Regions from separate parts of the Rattus norvegicus genome. Here region 2 is linked to region 1. Evidence: chromatin contacts called from public Hi-C data. All regions are on one chromosome and are shown on one strand. The core of a region is the stretch at or near the end of the contact, and the rest is flanking DNA. Distances in the headings are between cores, read along the strand shown.

The links. Hi-C and Micro-C count contacts between places; a contact is called where the count stands out from the background.
Region 2: a contact with region 1 is called in a Hi-C map of liver, with 2.8 times the contacts expected there. The contact joins the promoter of Prune1 here to the promoter of Lysmd1 in region 1. A contact is called at or near these places in 5 of 12 Hi-C or Micro-C datasets (the A7r5 cell line, the Rat2 cell line, hepatocytes and 2 more) and 1 of 1 datasets of contacts at active chromatin or transcription factors (oligodendrocytes).

Annotation. Positions count from the first base shown.
Region 1 is chr2:185,390,140-185,397,042 of GRCr8, reverse strand. It overlaps Lysmd1 (LysM domain containing 1), which reads right to left and starts at 2,898. Exons shown (of 3, transcript NM_001024302.2): 1 at 2,241-2,898. The coding sequence starts at 2,420. It overlaps Scnm1 (sodium channel modifier 1), which reads left to right and starts at 3,221. Exons shown (of 7, transcript NM_001107696.1): 1 at 3,221-3,382; 2 at 3,601-3,671; 3 at 3,934-4,022; 4 at 4,119-4,213; 5 at 4,318-4,406; 6 at 6,345-6,539; 7 at 6,815-6,903. The coding sequence starts at 3,332.
Region 2 is chr2:185,545,267-185,551,980 of GRCr8, reverse strand. It overlaps Prune1 (prune exopolyphosphatase 1), which reads left to right and starts at 3,579. Exons shown (of 8, transcript NM_001007697.1): 1 at 3,579-3,873. The coding sequence starts at 3,835. It also overlaps a transcript of Mindy1 not described here.

The sequences.
Region 1 (6,903 bases), core at 1,649-4,148:
ATGTTAAATAAAAAAAATTTTTTTTAAAGATTTATTTATTTATTTATTTTATATGAGTACACTGTAGCTGTCTTCAGACACACCAGAAGAGGGCATCAGATCTCATTACAGATGGTTGTGAGCCACCATGTGGTTGCTGGGATTTGAACTCAGGACCTTTGGAAGAACAGTCAGTGTTCTTAACCACTGAGCCATCTCTCCAGTCCTAAATAAAATTTTAAAATAGCTAAGCCAAATAGTATGGTAGTGCTTTTTTTGTTTGTTTGTTTGTTTGTTTGAGACAGGGTTTCTCTATGTAGCTCTGGATGTCTTTGAACTCACTCTGTAAACCAGGATGGCCTCAAATTCAGAGGTCCTCCTGCCTCTGCCTTCCCTGACCCCCTCACCCCGAACCCAGTGCTGGGATTAAAGGCATGTGCTACCACTCCAGCTAATAGTGCACATCTCTACTCCAGCACTTGGAAAGCAGAGACAGACAGGCAGTTCTCTGAGTGTGACCTTAGCTAATAATAAAATAAATGCATAAATCTTGGTGGTTCCGGAGTAGCTCCATGGTACAGCGCTTGCCTAGTGTGCAGTCCTAGGCTGGACCCTCACAGACCTCCAAGGATGAGTAAACAAACACCTCACGTCTGTTCTCTCATACTTGTGCCCACCAATGCCACAGGTACCTGTCCTTCCTCTTTCATGGCCACACATCTTTCTCTTGCTGTCTAGGGAAAGGACTCTATTAACCCTCTAGCTGGCTTAGCAACCTCCGACGGCTCCTCACTAAATCCAAGCGAGGATTCAAATACTGTGTCTATTTAGCCCCCACAGGAAGTGTCTAGCCTTGTCTCTCTTCTGCATTCTACCACTGAACTACACTTTCGACTCATGTTCTCTAGGTCTTGTTATAGGTGGAGCTGGCCTGGAATTCTGCATCCCTTTGACTCAGTGTCTTAAGGGCTAACATCAGAGCCTGGCTTTCAGACTGTTTTTGGAAGACAGGGTTTCTCTGTGTAGCCCTGGCTGTGCTGAAATGCACTCTGTAGACCAGGCTGGCCTTGAACTCAGAGATCCCATCTCTACCTCGAGAGTGCTGGGATTAAAGGGTCGGACTTCCATGTCCTGACAGCGTTCAGTCATCTTTTAAACTCCCCCGTGACTGAGACTATGCCCAGGGTTTAGAGGCATAAAGTTGAAACTATTTCAGCTCTTAAAGAGCTTGTAGACTTCTGGAAGACAAGGATACAAACAACTGGGTTAAATAGATTTGTATGGAGCACAGAAGGAAAGTTTCTAGGTCTTCAAGGCCCATGGTGATGGCAGTCCTAAAACCTGGACCCCAGAGTGTGGTTGTCACATTCCTAATCTCAGAGTCATGATGCAAGAACACCAGAAGTTCTAGGCCAGCTTGGGCTACACAGTGAATTACTGACTAGAAACTGCACCCTTCTCCCCCTAAAAAACCACAGATAATCTCCACTCCCACTTCCAAGCAAAAACCAATAGTTTTGGATCTCCCGCCCCTTGTGAATGTTCTTTACAGCAGTGTTTCTTCTCTGCTCCTCATGAGAATTTAAATTACACGAGCACATCAACCAACAGGTGTGCTTTGCTTTAAGTAGAGCAGCATGGGAATTTGTCTAAGTCCAACATTTGTTTGTATGTGGTAAAACAGGATATAGACAGGAAGGCTGCAACTTTAACGGAAGATATTTGTATGTCCATCAAACCTCTCCTAGGTCTGACCTGAAATACTTGAGATATGTAGAAGGCACTTGTTTTGTTTCTCTACATAAAGAGAGCAGAGCCCTGGTGTGGAAATAAGAACTACAGAAGGCGCCTTAGGAGCTCTACTAAAAGTCAGCTCTTCTTTACTTCTGTAAATTTAGATTTAGTCACTCTCATTATTTTTCCCCCTGCTTGGCTAATAGCATGGGCTTTAGAGTCAGACAGACCTTTCTTCTGACACTCAAGTGATTTGACCTTGATCAAACTGGTTTATCAGTCTTAAGTTGATAGGGGCACAAGGTCTGGTTAATGGCTGAAAGCCCCGCCCCCACTCACCCACCTTCACGGGAGCTGCTCCTCCCACTGGGATAGCTGGGCAGATCTGGCCCAATAGTACTACACAAAGATGTGAAAGCAAAATAAGAAAAAAACAGGCCATAATATAATTTGGGTAATGTCAGAGGTGGTTGCTTAGCGGGCCACCCACTTTCTCCTGGGGACTACCTCAATCCTGGAAGACTCACCGTCACCCCGTATTTGAGTGCTAATCCAGCCAGGGTGTCTCCAGGCTCCAATTGATGCTCCAGGCGTCTTTCCCTCACTGGGGAGCAGGATGATTGTACCAGGCTTCCATAAGAACGAGCACGGCTCCCACGTAGCAGCCCTGACCCTCCGAGGGGAGGCTGTCTAGAGGGCGAAGCCATCTCCTCACTTCCAAGATCTAGGGTCACAACTGAGGAAAGCCCAGCTAAGTGACCAACAGTGACGGCTGAACCCAGAGAATGGATATTCAGAAAATTCTTTTTCTCTTTTCTCTTCAGTCTCCCGACTCTCGAGAGACTACATTCGTCCTCCTCCTCTCGATGCTTCTTACGGAGCTCGGAATTACAGTTCGTATCTTAAGAAGTCTTCCAGGCCGGTTACATTTCTTCTTCCTCAAGCCCCTTACCCATAAATATCTTCCCTGAGTTGTCAGTCGCTGACCCCGTGGACTTTCGACGCCCCCTCCCCAACTCCTCGCAAGCCTGATCTCTGACCTTTGAACCCTAGACACCCTCATTAACACTCTTCCCTCAGTGTGTCCCTACATCCAACAGTCAGGACGCCGGGAGCCCCCACATCCTCTCTGTTCCAAATAAAACCCACCCCAGGTAGGTTGTGGCTGAGGAGGACGAGCCTGAGGACTACAAGTTTGCAATATAGAGTCCACTGAGATCCCCCGAAGCCTCCCTCCACCTCAGGAGGGTCCCACCCTGAAATTCCGGCTCCACGTACAGGATCTTGGGTCTCCAAACACCTGGATCCTTCGAGATGCGAGGACCTGTGTCCAGGTGAGCGGTGTTCTCTCCAAAAAAATTAAAAAATAAAATAGATAACCAAAAGACTTCATTTCCCAAAAGGCACAGCGTCCAGGCAGTATCATAGGAAATACAGATCCCCTCAGGGCGCTGGAGGCGGGTCTTCCGGCTTGCGCGATGCATGCGTGGAAAAGCATCCCCGGAAGTACAGACTCAGAAAGAAACCGGAAGCAGAGAAGGCGATAGTGTACTCTTCCTACGGTGGCCTAAAGGAGCAGCGAAGTAGGCGTAGAATTTATCATATTCTCATAGTCGCGATGTCTTTTAAGAGGGAAGGGGACGACTGGAGTCAGCTCAATGTGCTCAAAGTAAGCCCTAGTGAGAGTCACCTGATCACCTTCAGCCGCCCTGTTGCTTTGGTTTGTTGCTTTGGCGACATCTAGGGGAGGGTGTTAGGGGACCAGAACTGAGAGGTGACCCCATTTTCTACCCTATGATCTGCATGGCCCCGTGCCATTTGACTCCTCTGTATTATTTAATATCCATCCGTTCCTCTCATTCATTTCTTCTATCCTGCTTCCTGCAGAAACGAAGAGTTGGAGACTTGCTAGCTAGTTACATCCCCGAGGATGAGGCGCTGATGCTGCGGGATGGACGGTGAGAGCGAAGAGTGGATCAAGCCTGGGGATTCGGGGATCAGAGGCTCAACAAACTTTTGTTACTAAGGAGTTCAGGAGTATAATAGTATTCTTTGGCTGGAAGTGAAGGGGTGGAGATTGGGAAACCTGGGAGTTGGAGGAGTGCTATGACAGAAGTAGGATCTACTCACCATAGCAAGTACACCGCGACTGCAGGCTGGAACACAAAACACACGCGCACACGCACACACACTTATAATTCACTTTTCTTGTTTCCCTAGCTTTGCTTGTGCCATCTGCCCCCATCGACCAGTACTGGACACCCTGGCCATGCTGACAGCTCACCGTGCAGGCAAGAAGCATCTATCCAGTAAGTTAAGAGAAGTAGGGAGGGCGGGAGATAGAGAATGAACTCTTGACATTTTGGCAAAATCTTTTCATTCTCCCTTGCTTTTCTTCTTCCTAGGTCTGAAGCTTTTCTATGGAAAAAAGCAGTCAGGCAAGGGAACAGAGCAAAATCCACGACCGCAGAACGAACTGAAGACAGAAAGCAAAACTGAGGTGAGGGCATCAGTGTTGTTTAGACGGGGCTATACTGCACGCAACAGGCATGAGGGGCCATTTGCTTCTGACAGCTTTGACTCACTCTCTTCTCTCATTGTCAGGCTCCTTTGCTAACCCAGACTCGAATAATCACCCAGAATGCTCTACACAGAGCTCCCCACTATAACAGCTGCTGCCGGAGGAAGCACAGGTCAGTGGAATGAGAAAGCCAGGAGTGGAAAAGGGTAGAAGCAAATAGATGACTTTAAAGTTATTACTCTGCAAACTGTCTTCTGAGAAATACTAATCTTGTGGAAATTTTTTTTTAATGACAGTTAATGATTTTAAAATAAAACTTTAGGAAATGGAATATTGTAGCATAATCCTACTTAAAAATAGTAACATTAAGGGTTGGTGAGAGAACTCAGTGTTTAGGAACATAAGGGGCTCTTCAGAGGTCCTGAGTTCAATTCTCAGCAACCACACAGTGGCTCACAACCATCCATAAAGGGATCCGATGCCCTCTTCTGGTGTGAGGATGTACATACAGACAAAGCACTCATATTTAAAAATGCATAAATAAATACATTTTTATAAAAAGAGGGGGCTGGAGAGATGGCTTAGTGGTTAAGAACACTGACTGCTCTTCCAGAGGTCCTGAGTTCAAATTCCAGCAACCACATGGTGGCTCACAACCATCTGTAATGAGATCTCATGTCCCCTTCTGGTGTGTCTAAAGACAGCTACAGTAGACTTATATATAATAAATAAATAAATCTTTAAAAAAAAAAAAAACTAGTAACATTAGCAGGGAATGGTGGATGGTAGTACACTTTTTTGTTCCTTTGTTACTGAGACAGGGTCTCTCTTTGTTGCCCTGGCTATCCTGGAACCCTGCTATTTAGACCAGGCTGGCCTAAATTCAGAGATCTGCCTGTCTCTGCTCCTCAAATGTTGGGATTGAAGGTGAGCAGTTCCATGCCTAGCTTTGGAAAGTCTTAATACAAAAACTTAGAACTGTATTTGTCAGGTTCTCTAAAGTCACAGAATGTATAGAATGTCTCTCTATAGTGAGGGAATTTATTGTGGTGACTTACAGTCTACATTCCAACTATCCCAAAAAAGGGTAGCTGTGGATGGGAAGTCCAAGACCCTAGGAGTTGCTCAGTCCCATGAGGCTAGTTGTTTCAGCTGGTCTGCTGTGGACGTAGATTCCAACAGATGTGCTGGCAAGTCAGTGCAAGCAGGTGAAGAAGAGTGAGTCTTCCTACTTCCAACGTCCTTATGTAGACCTCCGACAGAAGGTGTGGCTCAGATGACGGTGTGGACCACCACTCCTGGATCTGGGACTTGCTTTGTTCCAGGCTGACCTTGAACTCAGAGGTCTCCTGGCCCGTCTCCTGGGATTAAATGCCTGTACTACCTTGCCTGGGCCTAAGCTTTTCATGGCCACTGTGGCTCAAGATCTCCATGCCAATATCCAGATCAGATACTTGTGTCTTCCAACCTCAAGATCTGGATCACAGATGTGCCCTCCAATTCTGGATTGTAGTTCATTCCGGACATTCTCAACTTGACAACCAGGAATAGTCATTACAAACTATTAAGCTAGTTTTTCCTTAAATTCCTTTTTTCCCTTTTATTTTTTATTTTATGTGCATTGGTGTTTTTACTGTATGTATGTCTGTGAGAGGATGTCAAAGGTGAAGTTTAAGATACTTGTGTGTTGCCATGTGGGTGCTGGGAATTGAACCCAGGTCCTCTGGAAGAACAATAGCCAGTGCTCTTAACCATTGAGCCATCTCTCTGGCCCCAGCTTTTCTCAAGTTCCTAATTTCAAGGTCTTACATATGTAGAATATTTAAGATCTTAAGGAACTGGAGCCAGCCAGTGGTGATACACTTGGGTGGTAATCCCAGCACTTGGAAGGCAGAGGCAGGTGGATCTCTGAGTTTGAGGCCAGCTTGGCCTACATAGTGAGTTCCAGATCAGCCAGGGCATCACAGAAAAACACTGTCTCAAATATCAAGCAAATAAACAAAAGTCGTAAGGAAATCATTTCAAGCACTGCTCTTCTGGCCTGAGGAGCATGGGGAAGCTGCTGCTCTCCTTCACTCGGTTTTACAGGCTTTGGTTCTTTTCGGCCCAGACCAGAAGCCCCTGCTCCCTCTGTCTCCAGTTCCTCTGTGCCAACTCCAGAGGCCGAACTCCAGAGTGCAAAGATCAGTAAGGAGCCTGAGCCTAGGCAGAGATCAGACGCCAAAAAGTCACCAGCTCTTTCCACCTCTGCACCCATGAGTCCCACAAAACGTCGAGTCTTGAACCACTACCTTACCCTCCGAAGGTGAGTGCTGGATCACATTCCTCTGGTTTCCCTGTTTTTCCCTCTGACCTGCCTGTTTTCAGACCAATCCAACGGCTTTTTTCTTATCACCAGTAACTTTTTAAAAAATTGTATTTGTTTATTTATTTATGTAGGGGCACACTTATGTAAGTCCGAGTGCAAATTGCAGGGGTCGGGTCTTTCTACCCTGTAGGTTCCTGGGATGGAACTCTGTTCCGTGAAGCTTTTTCATGAACCTCTTCCCTGACCAGTGCTCTTTTCTCTCCTATTTGCAGCTCTGGATGGGTCCCAGATGGACGAGGCCGATGGGTAAAAGATGAAAACGTTGAGTTTGACTCTGATGAGGAAGAGCCCCCTGACCTCC
Region 2 (6,714 bases), core at 2,330-4,829, 150 kb before region 1:
TCTGGAAGTGCTCACCAGCTAGAGGTGGCAACTTTACATCCTATTTGTTTCCTGCAGTGCTTGTGCCCAGAGATTGTCTCCTGTTCAATGTTTATATGGAGTGGGAAACTGCTGCTCACTGATTTACATTAAAGTACCCCAGGAGAGGTGGCTCCCCGGTTGAGTCACGCAGTACTCTTCCAGAGGATCACGGTTCAATTCCCAGGGAAGCTGCTGTCCTCTTCCGGCTTCCATGGGGGACAAGCACACACGACACACACACAGAGGCAAGCACTCCTAAGTGTGTAAGCGTACCTCCACCAGGTGTGTATAGTGACAAAGGCGGTTCCTGTTAGCTACTAAGGAGGTCCAGATAGGACTGCAGATGCCTCTGGAAATCTCCCTTGCTCCTCCTTCCTCCCCTCCCTGCTCACTAACAGAACATACACCCATTCTGGGGTATAACCTAGCAGGACATGTGCTTAACACATGCAAGGCCCTGGGTTTGATCTCCAGCACCATTACAGAAATAAAGCCAGGAGAAATTAAAATCAATTAGAATCTTTTTCTCTCAGACTGGTACCACAGGGCACAGTGGCACACACCTTTAATTCCAGCACCTGTGGGCAGAGACAGGCAGATCTGATTGCCTGCTTTCTTCTTGCAAACTGTCAAGACTTGGGACTTCTGACAAAGCCTTCAGGAGTATCAGCTGGGTGTGGTGTTTCAGGCCTTCCAATCCCTATTACTCAGGGGACTTGAGGCAGGAGGACCTTGAGTTCAAGGTCTGCCTGGGCTCCAAGCGAAACATTGGAGTTACTGAAATAATATAAATATAGTAAATTGATCATTCTCCTTACTCAAATATAATTTGTGCTAGCTGCAGGTGATTTATATTTTGTTAATTTAGAGTTAGAGTAGCAAAAATTACTTGGAAGTGGCCTTCCACTCTCCGCCCCCTCCACATCTCTTGCCCCTCCATGGCACTTAGAGTGAACCTTGAAGCAGAGGCCATGCCTGGAAAATATTAAAAGGCCTAAAGACAAGCGCGGCTTATTTTCTACCCCAGGCTAGAAATAATCAATAATTAAGTGGGGGTTGGGAAAGCTAGCTGGCCAAAGAAAGGAGCGACCAGAAACCACGGGCGGGGCTGGGGAGTGGGGTCTCAGTGAAAGGGACAGCGGTGGGGTAGGAAGAGCAACATAGGACTTCACCTTGCAAGGCCCACTCCTGGTGGGAAGGGCACTGCCTATTTCAGAGAAGGAAAGCATGTGGGGGGGGGAGTACTCAAACAAACGCGGGGTGGGGGTGGGGTGTTCAGCCCTGTCCCTCTTTTTCTTCCGTCAAAATCCTACACTTCTTTCTTCCTGGAATTACCTATGGTGACCGGTGAGGGAGTCAAATCACTCTGGTCCTTTCCTAGTCAGCAGCAGCTACTATTTACACACTGGGGAAAGCGTATTAAAGAGGTATGCACTTAAAGACATCACACGCCCTCAGGACCCTTCTCCCCTCAAGTCCTTTATTGGTATTACCCAATCTTCTCGGCTGAATGCAATTCTTCATGCCAACATGCTTTGAGATTCTTCTAGACTAAGGCAAACCCTGCAATTCTTGCTCTCTAGGAGACGGTTTGGGTTTGTTTATAATGGGGAAATGAAGAGAACGCATCTTTTTCACTGCTCCATCTCTTACTGCTCCGGGTGCCTGGGATCCTGTAAGCGACCCAGGCTTAGAGAGCACAGATGGGACATCAGGTGTCAACTTTCCCCAGAGAGGGTGGGGAGAGCTGCGAGACGAGGTGGAGAGGATAGTTTGAAAACAAAGTTTTTACCTCAAAGAGATGGATGAGGTTCCGGCACTAGGAGAGGACTCAACTCTGGCGGTTCGACGCGGGAGGAGGGGACATCGTTGGGGGGCTCCGACTGCGCCAGCTGCCTCCCAGCTGTCAGCCCCGGAGCTTACACGGCTTGACACGGGTTTACTCTCGCGGCGTCCAGCCTGGGTCGCGGCCACTTCCGGACTCACACTCAACACCCGGGGTGTCAGAGCAGGGTTGGGGGCGAGGACAAGCAGAGCTCAGCCTAGGCGATCCCCCACGGCTTTCAGAGTCTTTAAGATTCCCAAGTGAGCGAGCCTCCGGCGTGCGCTCCAGGCCCTGCCTACAAACTGGCTTTCAAAGGAAGTTTGTGGGTTTTCTTTTTCTTCTCTCTCTCCCTCTTTCCCCCAGGTCCGGACAAAGACAAATTAGCCAAGGACGCAGTCCCTGGAGGAGGAGGGGCCTGCTCAGCCACCGAGGATTTCCATCAGGGCTGTCGGAGTGGGTCAGCAGCCCGGTGAGCCGCAGAAAGGAAGAGAGAAAAACAACAGACCCTTTCTCTTCCCTCCGCCTGCCGCTGGAAGGGACGGAGCGCGTGTGCCTCTCCGGTGAGAACCGGGAAAAGCAGGCGGCCTGGCAGAGCCCGGAGGAGCAGGGCGGGACAGCAGCAGCTGATTAGACCTCCCTGGATGCCGGCCGGCCGCAGCCTCTACTCTGGAGCTAAGGAAGCAGGGCGGAAGAGCGTTGTGTTTGCAATATTTACTCGTTTAATAGCAAAGAAAATTCCCACTCCTATTTTTCTGGAGCCCCCTGAGCACCTTTCCAAGGCTTCCCTTCCTCCCTATATGTTTTTTAAAGGCTAGGAATGAAATTAGTTTAACTGTGTACCTGGTCGAGGGTGAGGAAGACGCTCTTCTGCCTCTTCTCACTTGCCTGAGAAGCAGGAAAATCTGCGGATAGATTAAAAGATGAGGGAACATGTTATGATGAAGGGACATTTTTTTCCCTCGGTAGTCTGCCCTGGGATATACAAGTGGCAGTTAAGGGATGTTGGAATCTAGCCTTACGTTCTGAAGGCTTCTTTAAACTCTATTGATGTGACGGCCAAAGGATAAGGCTTCAATCAACTCCGAAAGCTGAGAGAACAGTTGCAACAGAGACCCAGGAAGCAAAGTCACGGTTGCAACACTCCAAGAACCGTATGAGGAGATATTTGCTCAGGCTGTAGGAGGAGAAAGGCTATGAAGAAGCAGGAAGAGTTGGCACGACTGTAGGTTTTAAGAAGACAAGTCAAAGATTATGGTAATCTTTTCCTAGCGTGAACAAACACACTGATCACGATATGTCAGTTTGGTAAAAGGGAGAATTAAAAAAAAGAAAAGAAAAACAAGCAAAGAAAACACCTAACAAGGGAAGCTGTTTTATTAAATAATATATACAGCGATGTTGTAATTTGAAGTCCCAACCAAGCGAGGCCTGTGAATCCAGTATTCAGAAAACTGAGCAGAAAGATTACAATTCCAGACTAACTTGGGCTACATAACAAGAATTTGTATTAAAAAAAAATTAAGAGATTAATTTACATTAATCTCAAACAGATGTTCGGTGTGATATATGAAAAGATACTATACTTTGTCCTATCTGCAAATTCAGATGCCATAAAGGCGAGTTATTGTGACACATACACAATTTGTATGTCATAGCACTCAGAAAACTGCAAACTTGGTGGTGGTGGTGGTGAAAAGCCACGATCTTTTGGACTACATTTCCCAGGAGGCACCGCGATATGCTCCTCCTTGACCTCCCATGAGCCTTTGGGCTCAGAACCCAGCCTCCGCCGCTGGGGGAGGGGTAACGCCGGACTCCCGGAGTGCCGGATTACGCACTTCCTCCTGGGTTCGGAGGCAGAACCCTTTAGTGGCGGGTTCGAGTCCCGCCCCTTGACTCTCGGCTCTAGACCCTGAGTCTGGGGCGGGGTACATTCGGCCGAGTTACCTCTCCTCGCTGAGGGGCTACGGCACACCTCCGGCTTCACCATGGAGGACTACTTGCAGGACTGTCGAGCCGCTTTGCAGGTAACGGGTCTCAGTCCGTGACCGAAAGGAATGCAGCGTGGGGTCGGGGAAGGACGAAGGTGTGGGATCTGGGGAGCCCGGACAGTCGGTGTGGAGGGATCACAGAGGTGAACGCGGGAGAGCTGGAGGACCAAACCCTTCGCCCATGGGCGGGAGAGCCTGGAGAAAGGAATCTTCGTTCGCTTGAGTCGGGTCCTTAAGCGGGACCTGTGCGACAGCCGACAGCCGCGCCCGGCGAGGTGTGTCTGTCCTTCTCTCCCCGCCCCTCAGTTTCCCTCCCGCAAGCCCGACTTCAGCCCTCTGGCCTCCAGGTAAACCTCTGGGAGCGGAGGGCACCTGTGCACGGCTTTACTGCCTCTGAATGGCGACTTGCCTTTTTTTTTCTAGGTAGAGGCGGTCGTGGTGTTTTACTTTAAACCTCTGGTTTTATGCTAGACATACAGAATAATGCATCAGGATATATGTTGACCCACAACTTACATTCCTTTGCTTCCAGCGTTCTCCTTTAGTCTTAATGCACGCGCGTGTACACACACACACACATACACACACACACACACACACACACACACGTAAAAATACCCCCTTCTTGGTAAGAGATAAACACAAAGTGTGTTTGGAATCTAAACCATAAGCACGGCCCTGAATTCTTTGTAGCTTATTTTTGGTGTTTCCTGAGCCCGCTGGACTCACCCAGCTGTGTTGACAGGCTGCGCAGCATTAGGTCGCTATCCCCATTAGAGGCTCCAAGTCACTTGGCCCCTACTGTGAGTTTCTCTGCCCCTGAAGAAACGTAGACAGATATCTTCCTTTAAAATAACTTAGCTCGGTGTTGTAGCCACATGCTTCTAGTCCCAACACTTGGGAGGAGGCTGAGGATTTACCAGTTCAGGCCAGCTCTGGGCTGGAAGACAAAAATCAAAACCAAAAATCCCTTAAAAACAACAACAAAAATAGAACAAACCAGTCCTCTGGGCAATAGACTCTGTTCTTTAACAGACCCTGAAAGTCACGTCAGTCTGCTGTAGATTCAGCTTCTTGGACAAACGGATATTCTCAATTTGAATTTAGGGTGAGGTTCAACTTGATGCCAGCTACACTAAAATTTTCCCTTTGAAAAATATCTGGCCAGGCATGGTGCTGCAAATCTGTAATCTTAGCCCTGGGTAGGTTGAGGCAAAAGGGTTATTAGCTAAAGTGCAGCCTGGGCTACCTACTAGGTTGGGACAGGCCTGGGTGCCATGGTGAGACCCTCTCTTCATACCCCCCCTGAGGAAAAAGAACCACCATGCTGGGGTGGCGGTTGTACATAGAGCAGTTTGAACCAGTTCTCATTGGTTACTACTTTTCTTGTGGGCTTCTCCTGTCTCCACCCACCAGATGCTAGTTGAGAATTGTGTGGCATCACACTTTGCCTAAGGTCTACATAGTTTACTTTATAGTGTGTTTGTTTTCGAGATGGTCTTATATAGCCCAGGCTGGTCTTGATGTCCCAATGTAGCTGAGGTTGAGCTTGAACTTCTAGTCCTTCTGTTTCTGCTTTCTAGGTGTTATGATTATAGGATTCTCCAGCGATGCCCAGCTTGGCTATCTTTTTTATTATTTTACTTTATTTCTATGAGACCGGGTCTCACTATGTAGTAGCCATGGCTGGCTTGGAACTATGTAGATCAGACCAGTCTCAACTCAGAGATCTACCTGCCTCTGCCTTCCAAGTGCTGGGATTAAAAGCCCTTGAAAATGTTTTTTGCTATTGTTTTATGTGTGTGTAGGTATTTGTACATTTAAGCTCGGTGCCCGTGGACTGTAGAAGAGGACACTGGATTCTCTGGAACTGGAGTTGCAGGTGGTTGTGGGTCACCAGATGTGGGTGCTAAGTAAGTCCTTTGTAAGATCAGTATGAAATACTAAGCTCTGAGACATTTCTGTGACTCTGAACAAATTGTTGAACATTTATTTATTTATTTATTTATTTATTTATTTATTTATTTATTTAGTGGAGTGTTGGGAACCACATCCATGCAGTAGAACATGTGGAGGTCAGAGGAGACTTTCACCCCGCTCTCTTCCACCAAGCACGTCTTCCCAGCAATCAAATTTCCGTTATTTTGTTTGAGCTTGGAAAAAAAAAACAATAACAACAAAACACATACACACACACACACACACACACACACACACACACACACACACCCTCAAAGACAACAACAAAAATAGAACAAATCCTCTACATAATAAATTGTTCCTTAACAGACCCTGAAAGTCACCTAAGTCTGCTGTAGATTCAGCTGTGTGGCTGAACGAATATTCTCAATTTGAATTCAGGGTGAGGTAACAAATGCATGTTTCTGCTGAACCATCTCATCCTGTCCGCTTCTCCCATTCTTTCTGCTCTTCCAGAGGTCCTGAGTCCAATTCCCAGCAACCACACAGTGGCTCACAACCATCTATAATGGGATCTGATGCCCTCTTTTGGTGTGCAGACATATATGCAGGCAGATTGGTGGTATATACATAATAAATAAATTTTTTTTAAAAAATGGGTTTTTCATCTTCACACACACACACACACACACACACACACACACACACACACAATTACTTAGGGGCTAAAAAGATGGCTCATCCCTTAAAAGGGCTTTACTGTTCTTGCAAAGGACCAAATTCTATTTCAAGCACCTATACTGGATTGCTCACAACCTCCCATAATTTCAGCTCCAGGGGAATGTGGGGGTCTCCAATCTCTGAAGGCACCTGCAGTCACACATTCATAAACAAATAATTTAAAAATTAAAAAAAAATTTTCCCAAAACCTTCAAAAATAAGTCTTAAAGAAAAAAA